Linked DNA regions of Muntiacus reevesi: region 2 is linked to region 1. The links are chromatin contacts, called in public Hi-C maps. All regions are on one chromosome and are shown on one strand. Each heading gives the region's core, a stretch centred on a gene start, on an enhancer-like site or on the middle of the called end of the contact. The rest is flanking DNA. Distances are from core to core; before and after follow the strand shown. Region 1 holds the start of DCAF1 (DDB1 and CUL4 associated factor 1). Region 2 holds the start of C4H3orf18 (chromosome 4 C3orf18 homolog).

Evidence for each region. Hi-C and Micro-C count contacts between places; a contact is called where the count stands out from the background.
Region 2: a Hi-C map of muscle shows a contact between it and region 1, with 6 times the contacts expected there. The contact joins the promoter of C4H3orf18 here to the promoter of DCAF1 in region 1. A contact is called at or near these places in 2 of 3 Hi-C or Micro-C datasets (blood and muscle).

Annotation. Positions count from the first base shown.
Region 1 is chr4:107,274,364-107,280,894 of mMunRee1.1, reverse strand. DCAF1 (DDB1 and CUL4 associated factor 1) reads right to left here and starts at 3,475. Exons shown (of 24, transcript XM_065933594.1): 1 at 3,338-3,475. LOC136167812 (a long non-coding RNA gene) reads left to right here and starts at 3,807. Exons shown (of 6, transcript XR_010663112.1): 1 at 3,807-4,196; 2 at 6,131-6,232.
Region 2 is chr4:107,752,253-107,758,783 of mMunRee1.1, reverse strand. It overlaps C4H3orf18 (chromosome 4 C3orf18 homolog), which reads right to left and starts at 2,432. Exons shown (of 5, transcript XM_065935359.1): 1 at 2,164-2,432; 2 at 198-546. The coding sequence starts at 431. HEMK1 (HemK methyltransferase family member 1) reads left to right here and starts at 2,717. Exons shown (of 11, transcript XM_065933608.1): 1 at 2,717-2,736; 2 at 5,552-5,935; 3 at 6,226-6,317. The coding sequence starts at 5,726.

The DNA of each region.
Region 1 (6,531 bases), core at 2,226-4,725:
GAGATATGTTATAGCTGTGGATGAATCTTTACAACAATATGTCAGGCAAAAAAACTCTAACAGAAAAGGTCACATATTCTATGATTCTATTTCTATGAAACATTTAGAATAGGCAAATCCATATACAGAAAGCTGCTAAATGGTTGCCAGGAGTTTGGGGGAGGGAGAAGTAGGGAGCGACTGCTTAATGGATATATGGTTTCCTTGTGAGGTGATGAAAATTTCTTGGAACTAAAGGAGGTGATGGTTGCACAACACTGCTAATCTACTAAATGATTAACGGTTAATTTATGGTATATGAATGTTACCATTTTTTTAAATGAGGGGGGAAAAGGTCCAAGAGGGAATGTCTCTTGGATAACTTAAGCACTCAGCCTAGTAGGGCTTATAAAAGCAAAGTTTAAAGGAAATAATATCTCTAATGAAGGTCAACTCAAGTGTATTAAAATAGTAAAATTTAAAAAAATAAAAATAAAAAATAAAAATATATAAAATAGTAAAATTTTAGAGTTCAATTTAAAAACACACATGGACTTCTAGTACCATTTTCAAAATTTCAAATTAACTATGTCCAAATATAACTATAACTTTGGGAAAAATCATTTGCCTAGAGAAAAGATAAACTTAAACTAAGACAATAATATCAATGAAAATTCATTTTACTCTCTATGAAAGACTATTAAAAAAATGCAAAAGGTGTAGCCATCTTGTTATGGACAAGACAGTGAAGGTACATTACTAATTCCATGTTTCAAAGTGAGTTCTTCAAATGGTATGCAGAATTTATGGCCAGTCTAATAATGATACAATAGTTATCAATCACTGAATATTAGTATGAGACAGACACTTGATTATTATCCTGAAATTTTACTGCCATATTGTCCTTATTTTACAGATGAGGAAAGGGGCTTAGAGATGTCCCCAAGGCCATTCAACTGGTACTTGGTAGAAAAGGGGTTCAAGCATTCAAATCCCAACTCTGCCAACATATCTGTGAGATCTTGGTCAAGTTACTTAACTTTTCCAAACCTCAATTTCCTTATCTGTAAAAGGGAAATGGTTGTTGTGAGAGTTAAACAATAATCCTGTCCATAAAATGGAATAATATAAAGCTCTACAAAAGATATGTAGAGGGAATTTACTGGTGGTTCAATGGTTAGGACTCTACCTACCAGGGCCCTGGGTTCAATCCCTGGTTAGGGAACTAAGATCTCTCAAGCCACTCAAAGAAGACAAAAAGTAGAAAATCCTTCATCCCAAATGATGCCTACCCAAGTATTTAGGGGTGCTGCACCTGCAACTTATTTTCAAATAGTTCCACAAAATATATACCACATCTACGAGGCAAAATAATAACAACTGCTGACTCTAGATGGATAAACAAGTATTCATTTTACTATTCTCTCAAGTTTTTAATATACTTGAATTTTTTCCTAGTTAAAAAGCAGAAGAATACTGAGAAGCATTTCCTTTCCTATATGGACCAACTCTCAGTACACTGTCAAGTGATAAAACCAAAGTTTGTGTGTGTGTGTGTGTGTGTGTCTGTCTGTCCCTGGAAGAATACCTAAGAAACAGAAAATATTACTTTTGGGCAGGTAACTGACTTTCTGAAGGATAAAGGTAGAAGAAAGAATTTTCACTGTATCACTATCCTAGCTCTACCACTGTCCCACTATTTTGTTACCTTTTGTAACTTTTGAATTAAACCATAAAATCTGTCTTTTTGTAATACACAGTACTGTATAGCCTATTAGCTTAAAAACTATCCCAAAGCCTAAAAAAAGTTCACAGTAAGGAGAGATCCTATAAGGTTACGATTCTGAAACAGATACTTGTACGCAATCTTTATTTAAAACACACACACACACACACACACACACACACTGGGGAAAAACACAAATTTGGAGCTTCAAATAAAATTTACCTAATAATTAGTATGACATGTGAGATCCTGTATAGCAGCAGTCTATTACTGTCCATAACCATGACAGAAACAACATAAATAATTTGGTAAGAAACCAACTTACCTCAATCACTTCAAACTAACAAGTGGCTCATTCTACCAGACTCCTCCTCTATTAAGTCCCATTACTGTACAAGAGAACAGTAAAACGCTGTGCTCAACAACTAAGATATTTTGAGCATAAAAGGATTTCCTTTATAGTTCCCAAATTCTGTATCTATTTCCTTTGTATTAAAAAACATATTACCACTCAAAAATGAATAACTGCAATATACAAAACTCAAATTTTGATAGCATCAAGCAGAAGAACAGTAAATTCCTAGAGTCTAATACAAGTTCACATAAACCATTTAAGGTTTAATGAGAAGAAAATTACAGAACATTGCCAATGAACCTCATTCCGTACATTAACAAAGCGTTTAGAACAAGATGCTACTAATAATTAAAACACGTAGACTAATTTAAAGGCTTCATTGAAAAGACAAGAGTAAGGAAAAACTGAGGCCAACGTGACATGAACGAGTCATCTGGGACTCAAAAAGAACCTCTACGAACAGCCCCAAACTACTTCCTCAACAAAAACGATACCGAGCGCTAACAGTGCAATAAGAGGAAGTGAGACGCAAACCGTCTAAGAAGAGAGAATTAAGCAAACGAATGACACTCAGTTAAAAACAACTATAACCCTCGTTAACAGGATCCCAGGAAGGTTGGCGGGCGCGCCAACGTTTGGCTCTAATCAGCAGAACCTCACACCTCGCCTTCCGCCCCTCCCCTCCACCGGGGGGTGGGGGGGGGGGGTGGGAGGAGTCCCGGGAGAGCCCCGCCCCACCTCGCCCGAAAGAGAGCCGGGCGGGTGCTAGAGGGAGGTGGCACGAGGCCGAGGGAGGAGAGAGCCCGCCCAGGTGACTGGAGCTAGAGGCGGAGACACAGAATGGGAAGGGGGCCGTCGTAGGGCAAGGAAGATGGAGACCACCCCCCCACACCCTCTATCTCGCACAGAGCGAAGACTAGGAGGACTGGGAAGTAAAAGGTGATGAGCGGAATGAGAAGCGCCCCTCCCCCAGGCAGGGGCGGGCACACCCTTGCCCCCCACTCCGGGCGGAAGAGTTACTCTTGGGAAGCTTCTTTTGCGGACTGGAGGAAGAACGTGGAGGCCCCGCCCCCCGAGCCCCAAATCTGGAAGAGTAAAAGTCTAGTCAGGCCCTGGACCAAGCCTCCCGGGAGGCCCGGCCCGCCCCCTCCCAGCCGGCGGCCCAGGCAGGTGCCGCCCCTCCCCCAGCCCGGCGCCCACTCTCCCGCCCGCCCGACCACGCACCCTGTCTCCTCGCGCCCCTCTCAAAGAGCCGTCCCCCTTCCTTCCCCACTCACCTTCCCGGGCGGCTCTGCCGCTCCCCCCTGACCCCGCCAGCGGCCACAGTTCACACACACAGCCTCAGGTCCTGCACTCACTCTCCCTCACTCACACACAGCGCGACCACGGCTCCGGAGCGGCCCACATATTATGCGTCACTCTCGTGCTACGTACCCTGCGCGCGCGCGCGCGCTCCTCCCGACTTGGCGCGAGGACTGCCGAGGCGGGAGGAGAACACCAAGGCGAGCCCCGGCGCCGCTTGGGAAATGAAGTTCCGCCCCTAGGGGCGGGACCCACCGAGTCGTGGTTGGCGCGTGGGCATTATGCCCCGCGCGTTGACTTCTGGGGCTTGTAGTTTTAGTATAAACGCGAACTGCTACGTACTTATTGGCTGCTCAGGAAGACGGAAGCGAAAAGTGAGACTCGATCCTCCCAGGCCAACACCGGAACTGCTGGGTACCTTCTCAGTACTTTATTCGGCCCTGTGTGACATGTAAAGTCTTTTAGTCTCCCATTTGCTCCATTGGACCTAGAACATACCAGGATCTAAGAAAATATTTCCCAAAGCGTGTGAGAAATCACGGCACTCATTAAACAAAAGGCTTTGGTTTTTGTCTTTCTGTTCAAGACCTAGCCTGTAGAATAAAAAAAAATTCATCCTAGGTATTATATGTGAAGCAGAGAAAAGGAAAGCATCAAAAGGAAATAGATTGAGGCAGAGCTGACTTCGGACGTCATCTAATTTCTTTATTTTGCAGCTGGGAAAAGTGAGACCGAGAGTGTGAGTGACTTGACTAACATCACACAACCAATTAGCAACAGAACCAGAAGGACTCCTGACTCCGACTCTGGGATCCCTTTTTGGAGACGTGAAAGGTAAGCATCACAACTGGGCATACTCTCTCCCTAACGGAGATCCTACCCAGCCTTTATTCCTAGGAGTCCTGAGCAAGTTCCTACGCATTTTTATGGCGTCCTCACAGCAATTTCACATGGGAAAAATGGGACACAGCAAGTTTGCTGCCATGCTCAGGTTCCATAGCTAGTAAGAAGCTAGCCTGAGCCTGGATGCTGGGTCTCTTAGTTCTGTTGCTCACAGGATCGCGTTACCCGCCTTTAAGAAGAGACCTCCCTCCTTCACTTAGGTTTGTAACTTTAAACAGCTGATGTTCAGGCACAAAATTCTAGAATGTTGGGTGGCAGCACGCAGACATGTCACCTCTCTGCAATGCCACACAGTTCTGTTCTCTATGCCTCTGGGATTTTGCCTATCTCAGTAATAGCCACTAGCATTTCCTTTGACTTCATAGCTCTGAGCCAAGTGTTTTACCCACACAACCCTCACTACCACCCCCACAGGGTAGGTACAGTTCGCCACCTCCACAGAGGAGAAATCTGAGCCCAGATTGGTTCCCCATGGAATGGGGCCCAGGTTTGTCGGTGCAGAGGCTGTGGACCAATAACTTTCCTACATCTGTCTTCCAACACTCCTGCAGCTGACTTTCATGCTGTGATTCCGTGGACCATGAACCCAAAATGCATGAGCATGGAGCATTCAAGCCTTAGATACCCTCCCTCTATCCATGAGCCAGCCAGTGCGGTGCAGCTTCCCCACTGACTGGGGTCCTGAAAGGCAGACCTCTTGCAGGAACCCAGGTTCCCAGTTCCTCTACTCCTGTCACAGCCTCAGCCTGCCACCAGATGGCGCTGCTCATCTTCAGAAAATCAGCCTGGGGTGCTGGATAAATGATGGGAATAAGGGGTATATCCCAGAGGCCCTTTGGAGAAGCCAGGGCCCAGGGGGCGGTGGAAGCAGAACAGGAGATAATTCAGAGCCTGTCTAGCAACTGCTCCCTCCATAATCTGTTCTGTAATGCCTGCGGCCCCCCTACCTCTGCCAAAAGCTCCCCACGTACACTGCCACACATCTGTAGGCACTCCTAGACTCCCCTGGGCTACACACACATTTCATACACACTGACACATTTCATAGGTCAAGCACAGGTGCCAGAGACTCAAGCACTCCCGCGCACTGCCACCAGTCCTCACAGCCAGCCTTTTCACACTTAAGTACATGGTGAACACAAAGCTACAAATAATCGGGCCCACACTCTCAGCTTGGCCTGGCGCATCACGCCTGAGTCATTGGAAAAAGAGATTCCTTGGCCTCTTTGGAACAACATTTCTGGACTTTGTCTCCCTCCGCCCTGCCTCTGCCTGTCTTCCGCTGTGGTGCACCTCAGAAAGAAGCTTCAAAGGGCAAGAAGTCATGCTTGCAGGGCTGCCCAGTGGCAGAGGGAGGGCAAGAGGAGCTCAGCACCAAGTCCCCCAGACTCAGGTATGCTCCATCCGGCCTTCATCCCCACACATGCCCATGCACTGGGCTAGGAAAAAAGTGATAACACCAAGTCCTCTGCACTTTGGCATTCTCCTCCCCTTCCCCTTGTCTCCCCTATCCCTCCCTCTTCCCTTTTCCACCTCCCCTTCTCTCCCATCACATGCTTCCATGTTCACTGAACCCAGGTGCTCCCATCACAACTCCTGTGCCTCCTCCTCTCCCCCACATCTCTTCCCACTCTGCTGTTGGTTGAACAAGACTACTGCAAGTGTCCAGGAGTAACAGGTCCAAGCTCCGGGGACCCCAACCTCGGCCAAAAGGGAATTCTAATCATTCCCTGGGTGCCTTCCCCCTTCCTGGGAGCCCCCTACAGCCCCCTATAAAGATGGAACACTGCCCTCATTTCAGAGGCAGTGTGCAAAGCAAGCACCCCTGCATGACTGCATCCAAGTCCACTAATTCCATTTCACAGAGTGAAAAACCGCCAAGGCTGCACCTCATCCAGTAGTTGCAGACACTGCAGTCTCCAGAAGTCAGTCCCCCAGCCCCTGCCTCCAGCCCACACAGGAGTCAGGTAAGAAATGAAACAGCAACCCCCCTTCAACCCTGCCCTAACTCCCATGTAACCAGGGGCCCAGCCAGAGTGAGGAGCTCCCTGCAATATTTAAGACAGACTTCTCTATTTTTAGTTCTTCTTCATCTGAAATTAAAATGGAACTGGACATGCTATATTTTATCTAGCAATCCCACCTCAGAACTACTGCTCAGCCACAGACCACTGCCAGGACTCCCCTCAGTGATTCCCCAGGTCTCGCTTAAATCATCTGCAAAATAGTTAGGAACAGCTGCCTCCCAGTGGGTCTCGTTAAAGGT
Region 2 (6,531 bases), core at 1,183-3,682, 480 kb before region 1:
TTTCTTTTTCTTCCGACTGGAGGCAGCTTCTCTGGTCTCTGGGCCCCCATATAAACAAATCCCTGGGAAAGGAAAGGACTGTACTATCACTAACAGACCATTGTGTTCTGAATAGATTCCCTAAAATCTAACTGCTGATCACCCTTCTGCCAAGTGACGGCCACGTGGGCCAGCCCCCAGCCTGCACCAGCTCTCACCATGGCCACAGTCAGGCCGATGACGGTGATGATCCCGAAGGACAGAAGCATTGTGCCCACGCCGGTGGTGCCACCAGCCACGTCAGGGATTCTGGTGTCATTAAAGCTGGTGGCTTCTGGGCTGAGGGTGGTGGTCTCAGAAGCTGGCCCGTCTGTGGCAGGCTCCAGGTCAGACTCAGAGGTGGGTGGGCGGCTGCTGATCCAGCCCTGAGCAGATGGGATCCTGGAGTCCATGCTGATGCTGAGAGACTGCTTGTGGTCAGCCAACCTGCCCACTCACTCACATCGGGGGTGTCCCAGCCTGCAGCCCCCACTACCCATATGTCCTTAAAAGGGAGCTCCGTGGGTGCTGGAAAGAAAAAAAAAAAAAAAACGAAACATGAGGCTGAGGATGGGATTCTGGTGAGATGAAATCCCCCTAAGTTCTGAAGGCACAGGGGAAATCAAAGTTTGAGGGCAAGGGAAAGTTCAGGGACCATCAGGATATGTGCTTCATATACTATAGATCCCATGTGCATTTAGGGACATGAAAATGAAGCCCTGCCCCCTCTTTGTGGATAAGATTATCACAGCGATCATACTCAGAAGATGTGAAAGGTAGTGGGGAGGTTTGAAAGAAAAAGTCCACTTCCCATCCCCAGCCGCTACTCCCCACGCTCTTCATCTTCTTACATCCTGCCTGCGCCCCACCCCCCATGCCTCACCTCCTGCTTGGAGGAAAAAGAAAAAAAAATACTGCAGCTTTTTCCTTGCACAATGATCAGACAGGCCTGTCTATGAATTCTGGTTCAGCCACTTAATTGAGTGACCCTAGGTAAGTCAACCACCTCTCCCTGTCTCAGTTTCCCTGAGTCTAAACTGGAGGCATTAAGGGCACCTCCCTCACAGAAAGGGTGAGAGGGTCACTGACATATCAAATGAAGTAGTCCCTAGAAATGACTTAGCTCAGTACAACCCTTATCCACAGTAAGCACCCAGTAACTGTTTGCTCTTCTCCCTCTGGCCACTCCATTTGGGAAAGGGGGGCCACAGAAGCCCCTGCACCCACTCTGCTGTGTGTCGTCCAGCCTGTGCTTGGAGGGAGGGCAGGGACAGGTGTGGCAAGGCCAGAAGACAAGAAGGAGAAAAAGGCTACATTCAGGGCCTCTGATGGGCTTTCTCTGTAGGTTCTTGGGTCCCTGGACCCCTACAGGGGAGCCGAGGCTGTCAGGGACCAGGAGACAGTCAAGGAGAGCGAATCTTCAGAGGTAAGAATGGAGCTCCCATTCTGAGATGACTTCTCCTACCCATCCCTCCTCCCTTGGGAGCACAGGGTGGGTGATATGCCCAGTCCAGGCTGTGACTTTGGCCTTCCCAGGCCAAAAGGCTCTGGATAAGACCGAGTGGAAAGAAGTCCCAGCCAAACTGCAGAAGGGCAGGCCTACAGGGAGGAGCAATGCACAGATCATGGCTGCATACACACGCTGTGCGCTAGCTCATGGGTATATGTGGGATGCCTCCTTGTGTGGGTGCATGGGTGTGTGTGAGGTGGGCACACACCCGGGACGGCCCCTTAGGAAGGGGCAAGGCTGGCACAGAAACATGGGATGGGAGAGGCTCATCTCCGCTCTCTGTCCTCTGCCTCTAGGTAGGCTGGGCTTGTCAGGAGTCCCAGGTCCTTTCTTGGTTCTGCCACTGACCCCGAGATGTGACCTTGGGCCAGACCCTTAACACTTGCTCTGGGGCTCTGTTTATTCTTCCTTCCAAAGGAGAGAAAGGGCCCTGCTCATCACTGTTCAGGACTGCCTCATGTTCCAAAGGGCAAGAAACGGAATCGGGGAGGAAAAGGGTTGGGCGCTACGACGTCCGAGAACCCACATACCGTTCTCCACCAGGTTCATCATTCCTCGCTACTCCAATCCCCATCCCCACCTTCGCCCCTCTGATTCCTCCATTCTTGCACAGAAGCGGCGACCTCAGCACTTACTTAATCCTCTCTGGGGCGCCGAGCTCAGCCGGAGAGGTTAAGGGTGGTGGCGACCGGCAGGAGGCGGGGGCAAGGTTGGGGGTGGACCCCCCAGGTCCTAGGGCAGGGGGCGGCGGGTCCGACCAGAGGTCCGCCCTCCCTGGGTGGACCTCCTGGGCTGTGCCTGTGACGTCGCACCGCCCACAGCCGAGCGCTCGCTCTGCCAGCCTGAACACCGACAGGCCCGGCCGGGACCCACCGCGGGGGTGGGGCTGAGGCCAGCAGCCTGGCGTCTTCGCGTTGCTCCAGCTAGTCTCGTCCCTGCCAGCCCTGCGCCCCCGACCCCGGATTGGCTGTCAGGCCCAGAGCCGGCTCTGCATTGGTCCGCTGGCCTGCCGCTCAAATCTGGCTCTGCCCCCAGCGAGAGTGGGAGCCGGGTCTCAGCTCTAGCAGACCACTGCTCATCTTCCGTGGCCCAAGTAGAATTGCGCGGGGGACTGTGGGCGGCCAGGCCTTTCTTAAGGGCAGAACTCTGGCCACCGGCTAGCCCGGGCTTCATCTCCACCAGGACAGACTCGCGCTCCCCGAATGCGGGTGGGCAGAGGTTTGTGGAGAGCACTAAACTAGGAGTCCTTGAGCCAGCGTTGAACTCTGGCTGGACGCTCCACTAGCTTGGTGAACTAGAGCAAGACGCGTCTCCTCCCTGGCTCTTAGCTTCCTGCTCAGATGGGCTCTGGTGTGAGGGCTGTTGGTAAATGATACCCACCTCTGGCTAGAAATGAGGCATCTTTCAGAGAAATAGGGAGATGGAACGGTATTATTATTGGAGAGGCATTATTGGGCACGTGCACCCAGGAAAACCTACGTATACCCCTCCATCCAGAGCGCGATCACCTCTAGAGTGAGGAGTTTTCAGATACCTTCTAATTCTCAGGTTTTCAGAGGAACTTATGGGGATCGCTTGTTAATAGCTTGTTACAAATACAGATCCCCGGGTCTGGGACGGAGCCTCGGAAACTGCATGTTTAACAGTAGTTTAGTCAACAGTGATCTAGTTAACAATAGACTCGAGGGCGGGGGGAAGTGGCATTGGCAGGCCACACTTGAGAGGCCCTGCCATGAATTTTATAGGAGCAACTGAGGCGCACACAGACGACCTGGACAAAGCCCGCCGACGAGTCGGATTCAAACCCTGGTCTACTAATACTTTAGAGCTGCCTGCTCCAAACCCTAAAACAGGGGTTAGAGGGTCAAGAGCGGCCCTGGGGTCCAGTCGCCACCTGGTCCTGGACACTGGTCCTGTCCAGGTCCTGAACACTGGGTGCCACGCCTCAAATTAGTGCCCGCCCCCAACACTGGGCTACGCCCACGTGCCGCTCTACCCAGACATAGTCTATGTTAGGCCACGCCCCTGCGCATAGCGCCGGATCCCTTGGACTCCTGGCAGCTGATGACACGCCTCCTTTCGGGTGGCCTACACATCTCCGGACTCGGTACCAGTCACCGCAGGCTACAGCCGTATTCCTGCTGCGACCTTCAGGAAGACTGTCTGGGGAGCAACCCTAACACAACGCCACCCTTTCCCACCGTGGGCCTGCGGAAGTAGTGTGCAAGGCGTTCATACCCACCCCACCCCCCAACCCCCCGCCACTGGCCCGCAGGGGCGTCCGAGGTGCAACCCAGCGGTTCTAGGAACCCTGGAGCTGGTCAACGGAATCCGCCCGAGCCCTTTCTCGAATGAACCAACCCCGGAAGCAGAGTCTCTCTGGGGCGCTCACATCCGGGTTATGCACATCCGGGTTATGCACATCCGGGAGCCGAACCCGCGGCAGTTTCTTCAGGGTGGCGGGAGAGTGTAGTAGCCTATTAGAAAGGTATGAGGAACACCTTCGAGACCTCGAGTTCTTCAGAGTTCTGGTAGCCTTCCTCAGAAAGTCTGTGGCCCCGTTGTACAGATGGAGAAACAGGCTTGGTTAAAGGCAGTCTTGCCGAGAGGAAGAAGCTGCGCCCGACTTCAGGCCTCGGCTACTCCTTGGCCAGCGCTCTGGTAGTAAGAGCTGCCTCCGGAGTCCGAAGGTTTTGTGTTTTGCCTGGAACAGATACTAGCTGGGTGACTTTGGGCAGGTTGCTTCCCGTCTCGGAGTCTTGTTTTCCTTCCTGCTTGTCCCTGAAGAGCGGCACCGAACAGTTGTTTAATAAAGGCTAGTTTGAAGCCAGGTCCTTGTAAGAGGAAAGGAGACCACTGATTTAAAATCCTCAGCTAAATGTGTTTGTGATCATTTTAATGTAAAGTTAACAAAAATTGTCATCTAAAAGGTATTTGTTTGTGTCTTTATTTTTGTTTGCGCTGGGTCTTGGGTCTTCCTTGTTGCGCTCAGGCTTTCTCTTGATGCAATGCGGGGGCTTCTCATTGTGGTGGCTTCTTTCGTTGCAGAGCACAGGCTCTAGGGCGTGCGGTTTTCAGTAGTTGTGGTTCATTGGCTTAGTTGGCCCATGGCATGAGAGATCTTCCCTGACCAGGGATTGAGCCTGTGTCCCCTGCATTGGCTGGCGGATTCCAAACCACTGGACCACCGGTGAAGTCCAACAAATTGTCAAATTTTTAGTTGGCAGTTTATGCTGGTGTTTAGGACCATGGGTTAAATTGGGCGGAGGGGTGATTTTCAGCATACAAATCAATAATGTGTAGGTGTGCTAAGTCGCTTTGTATCCAACTCTTTGTGACCCTGTGGACTGTTATCTGCCAGGCTGCTCTGTTCATGGCATTCTCCAGGCAAGAATACTGGAGTGGGCTGCCATGCACTCCTCCGGGGGAATCTTCCCAACCCAGGGTTCCGATCTGTGCTGCATACATCTCCAACATTGACAGGCGGGTTCTTTACCACTAGCTCCACCTGGGAAGCCCATAAATCAATGACAGTACATGCTAAATGTCAAAAGCAAAACTCCCAAGCAAAAGCAGTCTTCTCCCCTAGTAATACTAGTTAAGAGCATGTAATATTGACTCCCTCTGTGTGTTGAGATGCCTCCCAGGCCCTAGACATTCATTGACTGACGCACTGCTCACCAGGGAGTTTGTGTTATTTCTTTCCTCTGTTGTATGGAGGAAGAAACTAAAACTCAGAAATAATGACTTTCCCAAGGTCACACTCTGGGTCAAATAGATCTCTTCAAACTCCAAGCCTGCAAGTCCATTTATTATCAGGGACTGAACCATGGATTCAGATCACGTGAGCCAAAGACCTGAAGAAAATGTCACTGACCAAGGCAAGAAAACTCAAGTAGATGGGTGAAGGTATAAAATGGAGTCAGAGAGGGAACAGCAAAGCATGCCCTCTCACAGGCAACAGGTCAGAGAAGAATGAGTCCCGTGAGGCTCAGCTGCTGTCCTGGTTCTCCTCTATTCCAGGGCAGCCGCATCTGAGGACCAGTCATGCTGAAGACCCAGAGCCTGTGACCACTCCATCTCCTTCCAGCTGAGTCCAGTCACCATCCTCAGCAGCTGACATCACAAGAAAGACCTGGGCACCTCGGGGAAGTACTCAAGGGATCCTTTCCCTGAGACGTGGAGCTTTGGGGCAGAATGCTGAGGGCCCTCCTCTCTGGCCTGGGGTGGAGGAGAGGCATTTGGGGCTGCGCCTTTAGCTCATGGCAACCCCATCAACCTCTGACTGGGTTGTTGAGTGCCACCAAAGTGGTCAGCCACTGGACAGCGGTCTTTGAGGAAAAGGGCATCCCTGAGGCCCGGGAATCCAGTGAGTACATCGTGGCTCATGTCCTTGGAGCCAAAACAGTTAAGTGCAGCGTTGCTAGGAGGGCAGGGAGTTGGGGGAGGGAGGCCCCGGGGAAGGGACATCCAGCCTTTTCCACTCCTCTGAGAGTGCTGAGCTGAAAATGATGGGATTTTTCTGAAGGAATGTCTTAGGCAAATACTTAAGTCACCCATCTAAGAAACTGTTACAGTGTGTGTCAGGCACTAGGGCTTCAGGGATGACCAGGGTGGCCAGTGTTGGACCCACCAGCAACATCAACGAGAGAAACCCGGGTCAGGGGAGCCAGCCACTCATGTTCTCTATGGGTCAGTTTCAGAGCCTGAGGCCAGAACTTTGGACCCAGCCCCTGACCCCTTGGCAGCTACAGTGTATCCAGGAGCTGAGTAGCTACCGTTTGCAAAGGTGAGCACCGTGGACCAAACCTGTGTGGGGAGCAGGGTCCAGCTTCCTCCAGCCCCACCAAGTTCATGGTCAAGGAGGAAGAAAGTGTCCAAGGACTCAGAAGGTATTGGGATAAGAGTGATGAGAGAGGGGTCATGGTAGTAAATAGAAAGAAGACAGGGAGGAATGGGCTTGGTTAGGAGTTCCAGGGTATGGAGGTGTGACCCTACCCGAC